2 separate regions of the Mus musculus genome follow, and region 2 is linked to region 1. The links are chromatin contacts, called in public Hi-C maps. All regions are on one chromosome and are shown on one strand. The core of a region is the stretch at or near the end of the contact, and the rest is flanking DNA. Distances in the headings are between cores, read along the strand shown. Region 1 has its middle 33 kb from the start of Gm52879. Region 2 has its middle 16 kb from the start of 9330102E08Rik.

Region 1 (6,486 bases), core at 3,249-5,748:
AACAAACAAACATGGGGAAAAAAAAAAACCCTTTTCATCTGGAAAGAGCATAGCCAAAGGATTAACGGCCATTCTCTCTGAAGGACAGAAGTGGGAGAGATTGTCCGTTTCTAAAATGTATGTAATATCTGAATATTTGTTTTATGTCTGCAACAGGAGAAAGAGGAGGAGGAGGAGGAGGAAGCAGCCATTGCTGTCTTTGAAACTTCATTTTGGTGTCTGCTCTAAGCTTGTGTCTCCTGAAGCACCCTTTCTCATCCCCCACCCTCTGCTTCCCAGTCTCCCCAAACCCGAACCCCTCTGGGGGGCACTTGGAATAAGGACCCCACCCTCCTGGCCAGCCAGCTCCTCCTTCTCTATGCAAACAGCATTTGTCTCCACCAATCTCCAAGCCTGCCAGCCCCTACTGCAAGCACACAGAGCCTCTTTCCTGCATCTACCCAAACCCCAGCCTTCCCTGCAGGCCAGGCCCCACCTCCCCCACAGATCTTCCTCCCTTCGTGGACTGCCCTGTATTATTCTCCATACACTGAGGTACAGGCTGGTTTGTTGTTTTTGTTTTTTTTTTTCCCCAGACACAGGCTGACTGGCTATCCCATCCCTAGCTTCTCCAACACTAGAGAACAACAGGCCCAAGATGGGCAATCCCTATCCTGCTTGTCTCTGCCCCTCACGGCCTGGCACTTCCCCCTCCCCCATTCCCAAACATCCTCAGCAGCAAACAGTGAGACCCAGTGACAATCCACTGTCTACTTAGTGACTCGTGCCAGGGTTTATGTTGTAAGTGCTCTGCCTCATTAATCAACAGGCCCATATGCTGCATGCATGCATATATTCATACATACATACATTCATACGTAAATACACACACACATACATACATAGATACATTCATACGTACATATACACACACATACATTCATTCATTCATACGTACCTACACACATACATACATACATACATACATTCATACGTACATACATACACACATACATGCATTCATACGTACATACATACACACACATACATACACACATACATACTCACATTCATACATACACACATACATTCATACATACACATACATTCATACGTACATACATACATACATACATTCATACTTACATACACACACATACATACATACATTCATACATACATACTGGCCACACAGGTCCACACAATGGCTGCAAACTTAATTGCCTTCCTGGGGGACCCAAGAGCTCCTAGTCACTCGGGTCCCTGCAATCTCCATGTCCAATTTTTAAACAAAGCTGTTTAGATCCTCCCAGGATTAAGACAAGTGGAAAATTGCAAGCCCAGACCTCAACCTCATTTTCTCTAAAACAAAACACGTCACTCTGTGTGCACACACACCAGAAAACATACACTCCACTCAAACCCAGCCAGACACCCTGCCGCCCAGAGCACTCCTCCCATAGGTTGGGCCCAGTGGAGGCTAAGAGCTTGCTGAGACAAGATCTGCTCATCTGTATACTTGGCAGCTCTACCCCTAAGCTGGTTGAAGTGTTTGGGCCTTACCTCAGACACCACTCCATGGCAGCTTACCAGAGCAGAGGGAGTAGGCAGGGTTCCCAGTACTATGTCTACTAAAGAGAGGCACAGGTATGCGCTAATCTACTGAGAGGCCTCTCAGCTGAGTCCCAGAGCACCACCACAGTCTTGTCTGTGAAGAATCCACGTGGGCACCATGAGCCGTGCACAAACGCACTAACACACATGTGCATGGTCAGACCCTGTTACAAGCAAACTCTGAGCTTGCCTCTGACTAAGGTCACTCCCATGCTCCAGTGCTCTGGAGGCCTCTCCCTGATCTTGAACCTACAATGCTTCCATCATTAAGAGGGAAATACACATGTGTGCTGCCAGCGACATGTGTATACGTACTCCATGATAGGAGACAGTGCACTCACAACACAGACCACTTACCCACCAGAGCTCCTGAAAGGGGTGTGTGTGTGTTTCAGGTTTTCTTTTTAATCTAAGAAATGGCCATTTTCTTTCTATGGTTTTTGTTTCTGTTTTGTTTTTTTTTTTTTTTTGTTTTTTTTTTTTGAAGCAAGGTCTCCTTGTGTACGTTGGCTGGCCTGGAACTTGCTATTTAGACTACAGTGTCCTTGAACTCACAGAAGTCCATCTACCTCTTCATTAATTTAAGGCATTAAAAGTGCCTGTCACCACACCCGGCTTGAGAATCGCCATTTTTTTTTTTTTTCAAATCTGCACAAAGTTGCTCTAAGTTACCAAACCAAAACCAAACAAAATACTGCCCAGAGATCGTGGGCCCTTCAGAGATCCTGCAGGGACAGTTAGGTCTCCCCAACAAGTCAAGGTGTCCCAGAAACATCTAGGGGCTTCCTGTCCCTTCAAGGTCTCCTGGCTATTCTCTACCTGCGTCACACACAAGAGCAAACGGTTCAGCAAATATTGGCTCTGTGAGCAGAGACAGTTACAAGGTTCAGAAAGTCACTTCCAGATACCCCACTGCAAGAGGGGAAACAGGATGGAAGGGTGTGGCAAGGTCAAAGCGCACACAATGTTCACCAAGGGATGGGTCAGAAAAAGTAAAATGCTACATTTGGCCCTGGAGTACAAACTGAGCTCTCAGGATGTGAGGCTCATGTGGCCAAAAGACGCTCCTGCGCGTTCTTCCCGTTCTCACAGCCCAGCCCAGTTCCGCCTGGCTTTTTGGGTTGTGTTGGTTTAGAAGCCAAAGTTCTCGGAGGCTGGTGGTGTTCTTGCCTCGCTGGCTGTGGCTCCAACTGAAGCTAGAGCTGTAAGGCTGAAGCCAGCAGCCACAGGGCCTCTGTTGCAGCCACCCTGCAAATAAAGGCTGCTGATCAGAAGCTGGGCTGTGACTGGTTAGAGAGCTTTCCTGGCACACGTGAAACCCTGAGTCTCATTCCCAGAGCAGAATTGTAAAAGAAAAAGGAAGAAATTAGCAGTACAGTGAAAGCAGAGGGGAGCCCAAATATAAGGTCCATGAGAAGGGAAGGGAAGGGACAGGCCAGAAGGGAGGCTGCGGAACAGGCCACCTCAGACAGGCAGCTGTCTCTCTAAACAATCCCTGTCCTCCATCAGAAGTCAGAGCTGAAGTTACTCATTAACTTTCGTCCCTCCCTCCTCCACCCCCCTTTAGGCCAGCAGCAAAGAGAGCCTTAGAGGAGAGGAGTTAGGAAGGCCTGGGTCTGGAAGGGAACCAGAGGGACCCAGTCCCCTAGCCTGAAGAGAGCAATGACCTTACAAAGGTCACCTGCAATGAAAGGCAGGAGCCAGAATCTGACCCCTCCACCAAGTCGGACATCATTCCAGACTCTCACAAGCATGACAAGAAATGGCAAAACCGAAGCCCCAGAGGCTGCAGCCCATCAGTCAGGACAAACTTCCTGTCTGCTAAGTCCTTCATGGAGTCTCTCACTCAGGGTGTCAACACAGATGTGCAAGAGGAAGCCCAAGTCACCTGGCTGGGAAAGGCATGATGTCAGGAGCTGTCTGTCTGCCCGGGGTGACGCAGGCCCCCTGGGAAGATCCCTTCCACGTGCAGCCTGTGAGGCCCAGCAGGAACACAGACAACAGGGTCTGGGATGGGGCTGTGCCCAGTTAAACCATCCTTTGTCCCTAAGTCTTTAAGAGCAGGTACCCACACGGATATAGGCCCAGGAAAGAAGGAAAAACACTTAAAAATGAGAGCACACACCTTTAATCCCAACATTCAGATAGCAGAGGCTGCTAGATCTCTGTTAGTTCAAGGCCAGCCTGGTCTACATAGGGAGTTCCAAGTCAGCCAGAGCTAGCCCACCCCACTCCCAAAACACATGAGATCTCCTGGTTTTTGGTTTGGTCAATCCTTCCCGTGAGTCGTGCAGGCTAGTCCCAGGGGTGGATAAGAAATTGCCTAGGTCAGCAGAAGGCAAGGCAGAGAGAGGACCTGGGCTGTTCCCTATTCCACACCCCACGAAAAGCAGAACCTCAGCCTTAACCACTGTTCCTGTAAGACACTACCTCTTAGGACTGTTATGAATATTAACCTATGTTAACCTCATATTTTAAAATGAGATTTAAGCCACTGTTTAACAGAACCACATTAAATTCATGGCGGATACACGTAAAAACCCAAAACCTGGGGGTTAAATGCTGACAAATTACAAACGCAGACAATCTAACTGTCAATGTGCAAAACCTGCCAGGACAAGATGCTCTTGGGCCACTCAACAGTCTTTGCCAGGACTCACAGGCAGGGACTCTTTTGGCAGAAATAAGCCACCAGACATGTACCATCAAAGCCCTTACTCCTTCCTCCACCAACCACGCTTCAGGGTTCACAGAAGGTAAGAGATTTACAAGTCACCTAGCAGGGAGAAGCCACGGGATAAAACGTGCATAAATTAAAACTGTTCATGGCCCAGGTCTGCGAGCAGCTCCCACAGGGAACCTGAATCAGCAGCATCCAGTCCTGCTAGCAGCTTCTGGACAGCAAGCTCAGCAGGGCCCTGAATGTGAGTGAGTCATGGGAACAAAGACACTCCACCAGCAGGATCCAGGAGCCTGGAGGAGCAGCAGTGGGCACTCCTGGTGCTGGAACGGCAGCACCAAGGTCTACGAGGTTCCCATAGCTTCTTTCTAGCCTGCCTGCCTGCCTGTGGGAAGCCCTTCCAACAGGCTCCCTAGCCTATTGGGGAAGTCAGGAAGCTAGGAACTACTGGTTCCTCCTGCTTCCTCCAAACCACCCTCTCCTGACCGCAAAATCCAATTTAAAGAGAAGAGCACAGTCAGTCAGTCTCCCAATTTAGCCCCAGACCACAGTTACAGAACACCTTGACTTTGCACCTGCAATCCCAGTATGTGTGAGGCTGAGGCAGAAAGACTGTGAACTCAAGGCCTTAGTTGCATAGCAAGTTCTAGGCCAGTCCCAGTAAAGCAGTGAAACTCTGGCCTTGGCAGAGGTATGGAGGTGAGGTGTGTAGGGCGATGGCTCACAGGTAAAAAGTGCTTGCCAGGAAAGCATTGACAACCTGATTTCAGCCCCCAGAACTCAAGCAAAGAGTGAAGGCAGGACTTCCTGTCATCCCAGCTGGAAGGTTGTCTCAGCTGTGCAGCAGCAGACACAGAGACACTGCCTCAAAACAAGGAGGAAGAAGAGAAGTGACTTCCGAAGAGGTGCCCTCCAACCTCCAGACCTGTGCTGTGGCACACACACACACACACACACACACACACACACAAGCACACGCACACAAACCAATAAATGTTCAAAGCTGACCTCAGACAGGCTGATGAGAAAAGGAGGTCTTAGCACAAGATGGACCAGACTGACACAGACCTGGTTTCCTTGAATTTCTTGCAAGCAGCTTGGCTCTGGGATGCTCCCACACGAAAATGCAAACTTAAATCATTGCTTCACTGTGGAGCCACACCAGGGCCAATTCTGGGCAGCAATGGCCACTCTAGAGGGCAGCCGTCTCCTACCCACTCATTCAACAACTGGCAAAGGCCAGAAATGGCAAATGGGTTCCAGCTGTGGTGCCAACTCCACTTAGCTGGTGGTGGGTGCCTAAAGGATTATGAGCACAACCCAAGCCCTAGCTCAGCAGGAAAGGCAGATGTAATTGATTAGTAATGTCTGCTCCGGGCAGTTTTATAGGTAACAATATCCATGTTATATATTTACATCCTCAGGGTAGACTGGTAGACTAAAGACTAAATCCAATGATTTAGTATTTACAATTTTCACCAACATATAAGAGTCTGTAACTTTCCTGAGGTGTACGTTTTTGGTTTCCTTCTACCATAGGGCTGGTAGGAAGGAACTGTACTGTTCCCATGTCTTCCATACCCACAGCAACTCTAGTGGAGCAGTTACAACTTGGCTAGAAGAGAGTCGAGGAGAGAAAGAGAAACTGCAGCAGACATTACCGACAGTCAACTTGGGACATGAGGACAGACACAGGAAACATCTGACTCCCCACGGAAACATGACCCCCGGAGAAGACTGGGCCGGTGTACAGATATTGCTGTGAGTGCAAAGTTGGGATTCCAGAAGACACAAGGATCACTTCTTGTGAATGTCAAGGAGCGACTCTGAGCCTGGTGTTTGCCTCTAAGTAGTGAATACAACTGGGATATCAGAGGCTATGGGAAGCCACATCCTAAAGATACTCAGAAACTAGTCAGAAAAATGAAACCCTTTGGAAACAGTGTAGCAATCAGACCTCACTCAGATCCAGTGCCAATTCTCAGGCATGCTTCTTTCATGACCCAATCCGATCAACTCTTTTTAAGGTTTATGCATATATTTACATATGTTTGTCTTTATGGGAAGGTGTGTGTGTGTTTCTGTGTGTGTGTTTGTGTGTGTGTGTGTGTGTGATGTGTATGTTGTGGTGTGTGTAGTGTGTGGTATGTGGTGTATGTGGTGTGTGGTGTATGTGGATGTGTGTAGTAATATAGTGTGTGATGTGTGTGTGT
Region 2 (6,445 bases), core at 2,855-5,354, 65 kb after region 1:
ACACAATGGAATTCTACTCAGCTATTAAAAACAATGACTTCATGAAATTCACAGGCAAATGGATGGACCTTGAAAATATCCTGAGTGAGGTAACTCTCACAAAAGAACACACATGGTATGTACTCACTGATAAGTGGATATTAGCCCAAAAGTTTGGAATACCCAAGTTTCAATTCACAGACCATATGAAGCCTAGGAAAAAGGAAGACCAAAATATGAATGCTTCAGTGCTTCTTAGAAGGGTGAACAAAATACTCACAGAAGGAAATACAGAGACAAAGTGTGGATCAGAGATTGAAGGAAAGGCCATCCAGAGACTCTCCCTCCTGAGGATCCACCCCATATACAGCCACCAAACCCTGATACTATTGTGGATGCCGGGAAGTCCTTGCTGATGGAAGCCTTTTATGGCTGTCCCCTAAGAGGCTCTCCCAGAGCCTGACAAATACAGAGGCAGATGCTTGCAGCCAACCATTAATTGGACTGAGCACAGGAGTCCCAGATGGAGGAGTTGGAGAAGGGACTGAAGGAGCTGAGAGGGTTCACAGCCCCATGGAGGGAGCAACAGTGTCAACAGGCCAGACCAACACCCCTTGAGCTCCCAGGGAGTGGACCACCAACCAAAGAATACACATGAAGGGACTCATGGTGCTGGCCGCATATGTGGCAAGGGTAGCCTTGTTGAACATCAGTGGGAGGAGAGGCCTTTGGGCCTGAGGGTGTTCTATGCTCCAGTGTAGGCCAGGGAGGGAAGAGAGGAGTGGGTGGGTGGGTAGGTGTATGAGCATCCTCATAGAGGCAGGGGAAGGGAGGTATGGGATAGGGGGTTTCTGAAGGGGAGACCTGGAAAGGAGAAAACATTTGAAATGTAAATTTAAAAAATCCAATAAAAAAAGCAAATAAAAAGAAAGATCTCTTCAACTCCTTCCTCTCATCCTTTCCTCTCTCTCTCTCTGTCTCTCTCTCTGTCTCTCTCTCTGTCTCTCTCTCTGTCTCTGTCTCTCTCTCTCTCTCTCTCTCTCTCTCTCTCTCTCTCTCTCTCTCTCTCTCTCTCTCTCTGTGCTCAGTGTTCTACTAGAGCTATACCCTCTGTCCTCATTTTCCTTTTTAAAATTTGAGACAGGGTCTCACTAAGTTGCTGAGGCAGGTCTTGAACTTGTGATCTTCCTGCCTCAACTTCCCTAGTAGCCAGAAATACAGACTTTAGCCACTTGCCTAGCATCGCTTCTCATTTTTAAATAGGGCTGTCTTTTGTTGAGTTTAGAGTTATTCATATATTCAAGACAGACTGTAAGAGACAGAGCTTGCAAATTGTTTTCCCAATCTGTATTATCGTTAAAAAAGAAAACCTTTTAAAGATTTAATGTGTACAAGTGTTTTGCCAGCATGTATCTATGTGATTTCACAGGTGTGGTGGTGCACATGGAGGTCAGAAGAGGGATTAGATCCCCTTCGTCTGTAGTTATAAGAGGTTGTAAACTACCATTTTGGTGCTGGGGACCAAGGTCTTCTGCAAAAGCAACAAGAGCTGCTTGTTGTTGTTGTTGTTTAGGGGGGGGAGTTAAAAAAGTCCCTCTACATACTGGCCTTGGACGCACAGAGATCAGCCTGACTCTGTGTCCTGAGTACTAGGGTTAAAGAAGGTTGATACCATGCCTGGCATAATAAGAGCTCTGAACCATGGAGCCATCTCTCCAGCCCTCTGTATTGTCTTTCCATTTGCTTCTTCAGGTAGTGCCATTATGTAACCCAGGCTCTTGTCCTGCTGTACTGAGTTCTGGGATGACAGACATACACCCTGTACCTGGGCCATTTTACTTTCTTGACAATGGTTATATTAGTCTGGGAGGGCAACCATATGATATCATTGGGGATTTTTCTTGATACATATATATGTGTGTGTGTATATATATATATATATGTATATGTGTATATATACATATATATGTATATATATATATAAAACAAGGTTTCATATAGCCAAGCCAGGCCTCAAACTCACTATATCCATCTCTCTTTCTCTCTCTCTCTCTCTCTCTCTCTATATATATATATATATATATATATATATATATATATATATATATGCAAGAATGGCCTTGAATTTGTCATTCTCATACCTCTATCTTGCAAGTGCTGGAATTATAGATATATATGGCACTGTACCAGGCTAACATATAAGTTTTTAAGGAACCTAATTCAATCCATAACACTCTGCTCTCCAGGCTTCTAAGTTCTCATATATATTTTTTGACAGTCCCCAAATTCTTATCCCATGTCACTATCAAACTGTAAATCCAATGTCTTATCAAAATATAGGTAGAAGGTTATGAAGTCACAATCCTGTAATTCCAGCATATGATTGGGCAGGAGAATTGCTTGTGCCTTGGAGTTAGAGACAGGTACAGGCAATATATTGAGACACACACCCCACCCCCTAGATGTGGAAGTAATAGAAAGTAAACCTACCAAAACTTTCCAAAGAAAACAAAAAATTAAAAAAAAAACAAATGATTAAATGTCCCTAATCTTGAAAATCTGAAATTCTCCAGAACTTCTTGACTACTACGATGCAGCAAACAAAAACTTTCATACAGATGAAACACTTTTGCATAAATTAAAAATATTTTAATTACCTTCACACTATTGATTTCCTTATGCAATAAACCTTTCTTCCAGGAAAAAAAAAATGCCCTTTAAGATACACTTAAAAGTTACAGTTCTATTAGTCTTTAAGGCACAGATGAGAAATGTCTTGAAAAATAATCCCAGAACAGGATGACTCAAGAACACTGGCTTTTCTTCCAGAGGACCTGGGTTCAATTCCCATCACCCACATGGCAGCTCATGTCTGTAACTCCTGTTTCAGGGTTCCAAGGGTTCATACATACATATATATGTCATAACACCAAAACACATAAATAATTTTTTTTAAAAAACCAATGAGTTTTTGTGGATAAGTTACCTGGATGCCCAAGAAATGAAATCTTTTAATAAGCTCTCCTGGCCGATGGCTAGTCACCTTGTTTGGCTGTACATCCTCTAAGGATTAAGTAGTCCTGTTGTGGTACTGAAGGGAATGGAGGATGAAATGAAATTGATGAATGAAAAAATAATATATAGTAAAATGTTAGTAGGATTTATGAAGGAGCCTAAAATTATAACCATAGGAGGCAAATCTAAGTAAAATGATGAGTCTTAACTTTTGTCATCTCAAAGGCATTTTAAATTATCTTAATAAACCCTTGGAGGCAGGGACTAAATATAATTCACACCACTCTTAGTTTTGGGGAGCGACTTTCATCTACATCCTGAATAGCTGGTGTTCCACTCTTTGCCATGGTCCTGACAAAAGAAAGTCTATTGAGGTTTAGCACAAAACTGGGTTGCCTGAAAGAAGACATCTACAGCCTTGTGGCTTTGCCTTGGTGCTTGGTGCATTTGGCATATTGCTGGCACTGCCTGTGGACGTTAGCTCCCGCCCATGCCCCAGCCCCGGGCACAATCCCTACATAAAAGTGGTACCCCAGAGCATTACCTTCTGAGGCCACAAGCCAGCGAGCCCTAGACTAACGGTGCCTAAGGCCACTTTAGCGGACAATCCCAGATTGATCCTTCAGGAGGCGACCAGTAACGGTCCCCGGAGGGGGAGGGGTGACTCTACTGTCTGGGAAAGGGGTTCCGCTCCGAGCGGCTGACAGTGCCTTCCTGAGTCCGACGGGGTCTCTACGGCCGATCCGCTGCACCTACAACCTCTCCAGGGCCGCCCTGGCCTCCTCTCCCCTGGACTACGAGCTCCGTGTGCGAGAGGCCGCGTTACGAGTGGACGCTCCGAAATGCGACTCTGCTTCCTTGCTGGGTTATCACCGCTGCCCGGAGCCACCGGCTTCCCACCCCTACCCAGTGGAAGCTCACTGCCGGTCGCGTGCAACCTGAGGACTGCTGGAAGGACCGGTGAGCGCTGGGAGAGGAGCGCTGGCACGTGGGAGGCGGGGCCTCGGTGTGACGCCAGCGGCTGAGGGCGGAGCTCAGGGGTCCAGAGGGCAGAGCCCGGATGTGGAGAAATAGACTGAGGGCGGGGCTTGGTGCGCGAGAGGCGGAGCCCGGTGGGGAGCAACAGGACGAGGGCGGAACGTAGGCAGGCAAGAGGCGGAGCCCGGGCCTGAGGCACCAGTCTGTGGGCGGTGCTTGTTGCTCGAGAGTGGTGCAATAACTGAAGGATAAACTTAACAAAGTGTGAGAGGCAGAGCCCAGGGATTCAGTGGTCAGCTTGGGGTGGAGTTTAGAACTGCCAGACTCTGTCTGTGGCCAGTGCCCAAGCTAGTCGTTCTAGACCATGGCTGGGAAGGTAGGAGCTGTGGCTGCTGTTTCCCGACTCCTCCGGGCAGGCGCAGACCAAAGCGATCTATACCTCCGGAGCACACCACATTCCCACCCACCCAGCCGAGCTACGGAAACTCGCGGGGGCTCAGGGGGTCATAGTTGAAGTCCCTCAGTGGGATTTGGAAGGTGCGGGTCCTAGTGTGGGAGGTGGATGGAGAGTTGACTCCGTGGTTAAAAGAACCTTGCAGAGGACCTGGGTTTTATTCTCAGCATCCAGGTCGAGACTCACCTAGGGTGGGAGGGAATGGAAGGCATCATGGGAGAGGTAGTGGAAAAGCAGAGAGATATGAGAGCCCTGACGTTTGTTGCGAGGCTAGGATGGTTCTGATGGAAAATGTTGAAAATGAACTTTATGGGCACAAGAAACAAATAACTGTACGACGATGAGTTGTAAAATCCCTTAAAGTTTCAAACATTGGTGTTAAACTCCTCAAGTATATATTAAAAGTGAGCTTTTTAATTCAGTCAGGAACTCCCAGTAGGGGGCGCGCTGTGCCCTAGCTAGGTGAAAGTGAGACTCAAAGATTTGTTGGGCCAAAGTTTTTACTTTGAAGATTACCAGCTAGAAGCAGCTGATCATAATCATGTTCTGCTTTGAAGTGCGTGCTTTACCCTCCACTAGAATTGATATTTTGTTTTTATCTTTTCATTTTCGTGATTGGAAGGTTTTTTGTGGTTACTGGTATTGTAGGTTGGCAGAGTGCTGGCTCCCCATCAGTGAGGTCCTGGATTCAGTCCCAGCTCTGAAGAAAAACAGATGTACTTGAAAACTTGTTTTTGAACCTCGATATTGTTTATCTGGATATGTTTAAATATATGCTATATAATGTAGTTGGTATGGAAGAATTATTTCAAAGAGAGAGTAAGTCAGTTCTATCTTTTTGAACGTGCAAAGAAACCTAATAACCTATTTCACTTTCGCCTTATTCTTTTTTTTTTTGGGGGGTGCAGCGAACTTTATTGATGGTATTCAAGAGAGTAGGGAGGGCTCCCTAGGCCCCTCCTGTTATTATGGGGTCTGAGATGGAAATTGTGAGGGAGATGCTCAGTGTTGGGGGCCGAGTTGGGATAGGGCCTCTCTCTTGCTCAGTGTCCTTGCTGGGGTGGGTGGTCCAGGGTTTCTTACTCCTTGGAGGCCATGTAGGCCATGAGGTCCACCACCCTGTTGCTGTAGCCGTATTCATTGTCATACCAGGAAATGAGCTTGACAAAGTTGTCATTGAGAGCAATGCCAGCCCCGGCATCGAAGGTGGAAGAGTGGGAGTTGCTGTTGAAGTCGCAGGAGACAACCTGGTCCTCAGTGTAGCCCAAGATGCCTTTCAGTGGGCCCTCAGATGCCTGCTTCACCACCTACTTGATGTCATCATACTTGGCCTGATAAGAACAAACCCCAAGATGACTATCCTTGTCCCAAGTCACTGTCACACCAGAGACAAGCCCAGCTCTCCCCATACATACAGGTTTCTCCAGGCGGCACGTCAGATCCACAACGGACACATTGGGGGTAGGAACACGGAAGGCCATGCCAGTGAGCTTCCCGTTCAGCTCTGGGATGACCTTGCCCACAGCCTTGGCAGCACCAGTGGATTGCAGGGATGATGTTCTGAGCAGCCCCACGACCATCACGCCACAGCTTTCCAGAGGGGCCATCCACAGTCTTCTGGGTGGCAGTGATGGCATGGACCGTGGTCATGAGCCCTTCCACAATGCCAAAGTTGTCATGGATGACCTTGGCCAGGGGGGCTAAGCAGTTGGTGGTGCAGGATGCATTGCTGACAATCTTGAGTGAGTTGTCATATTTCTCGTGGTTCACACCCATCACAAACATGGGGTCATCGGCAGAAGGGGCGGAGATGATGACCCTTTTGGCTCCACCCTTCAAGTGGGCCCCGGCCTTCTCCATGGTGGTGAAGACACCAGTAGACTCCACGACATACTCAGCACCGGCCTCACCCCATTTGATGTTAGTGGGGTCTCGCTCCTGGAAGATGGTGATGGGCTTCCCGTTGATGACAAGCTTCCCATTCTCGGCCTTGACTGTGCCATTGAATTTGCCGTGAGT

The links. A called contact is a pair of places that touch in the nucleus more often than the background predicts.
Region 2: a contact with region 1 is called in a Hi-C map of uterus, with 1.9 times the contacts expected there. The contact joins two enhancer-like sites. A contact is called at or near these places in 1 of 39 promoter capture datasets (second pharyngeal arch cranial neural crest), 13 of 484 Hi-C or Micro-C datasets (B cells, LSK cells, Sertoli cells and 6 more), 5 of 115 datasets of contacts at active chromatin or transcription factors (embryonic stem cells, extraembryonic endoderm stem cells and pancreatic cancer cells) and 3 of 9 other capture datasets (liver, macrophages and pancreatic islet).

Annotation. Positions count from the first base shown.
Region 1 is chr6:128,131,248-128,137,733 of GRCm38.p6, forward strand. It overlaps a transcript of Tspan9 not described here. Among named protein-coding and RNA genes, the nearest start is that of Gm52879, 33 kb to the left of the region's middle. Within about 2 kb of position 4,499, at least 74 of the 459 cell types and tissues checked have an H3K27ac peak or open chromatin away from gene starts, as enhancers often do. A contact at or near this core is called in embryonic stem cells, extraembryonic endoderm stem cells and uterus, where this site is marked.
Region 2 is chr6:128,196,642-128,203,086 of GRCm38.p6, forward strand. It overlaps the pseudogene Gm4691. Among named protein-coding and RNA genes, the nearest start is that of 9330102E08Rik, 16 kb to the left of the region's middle. Within about 2 kb of position 4,105, at least 319 of the 459 cell types and tissues checked have an H3K27ac peak or open chromatin away from gene starts, as enhancers often do. A contact at or near this core is called in embryonic stem cells, extraembryonic endoderm stem cells and uterus, where this site is marked.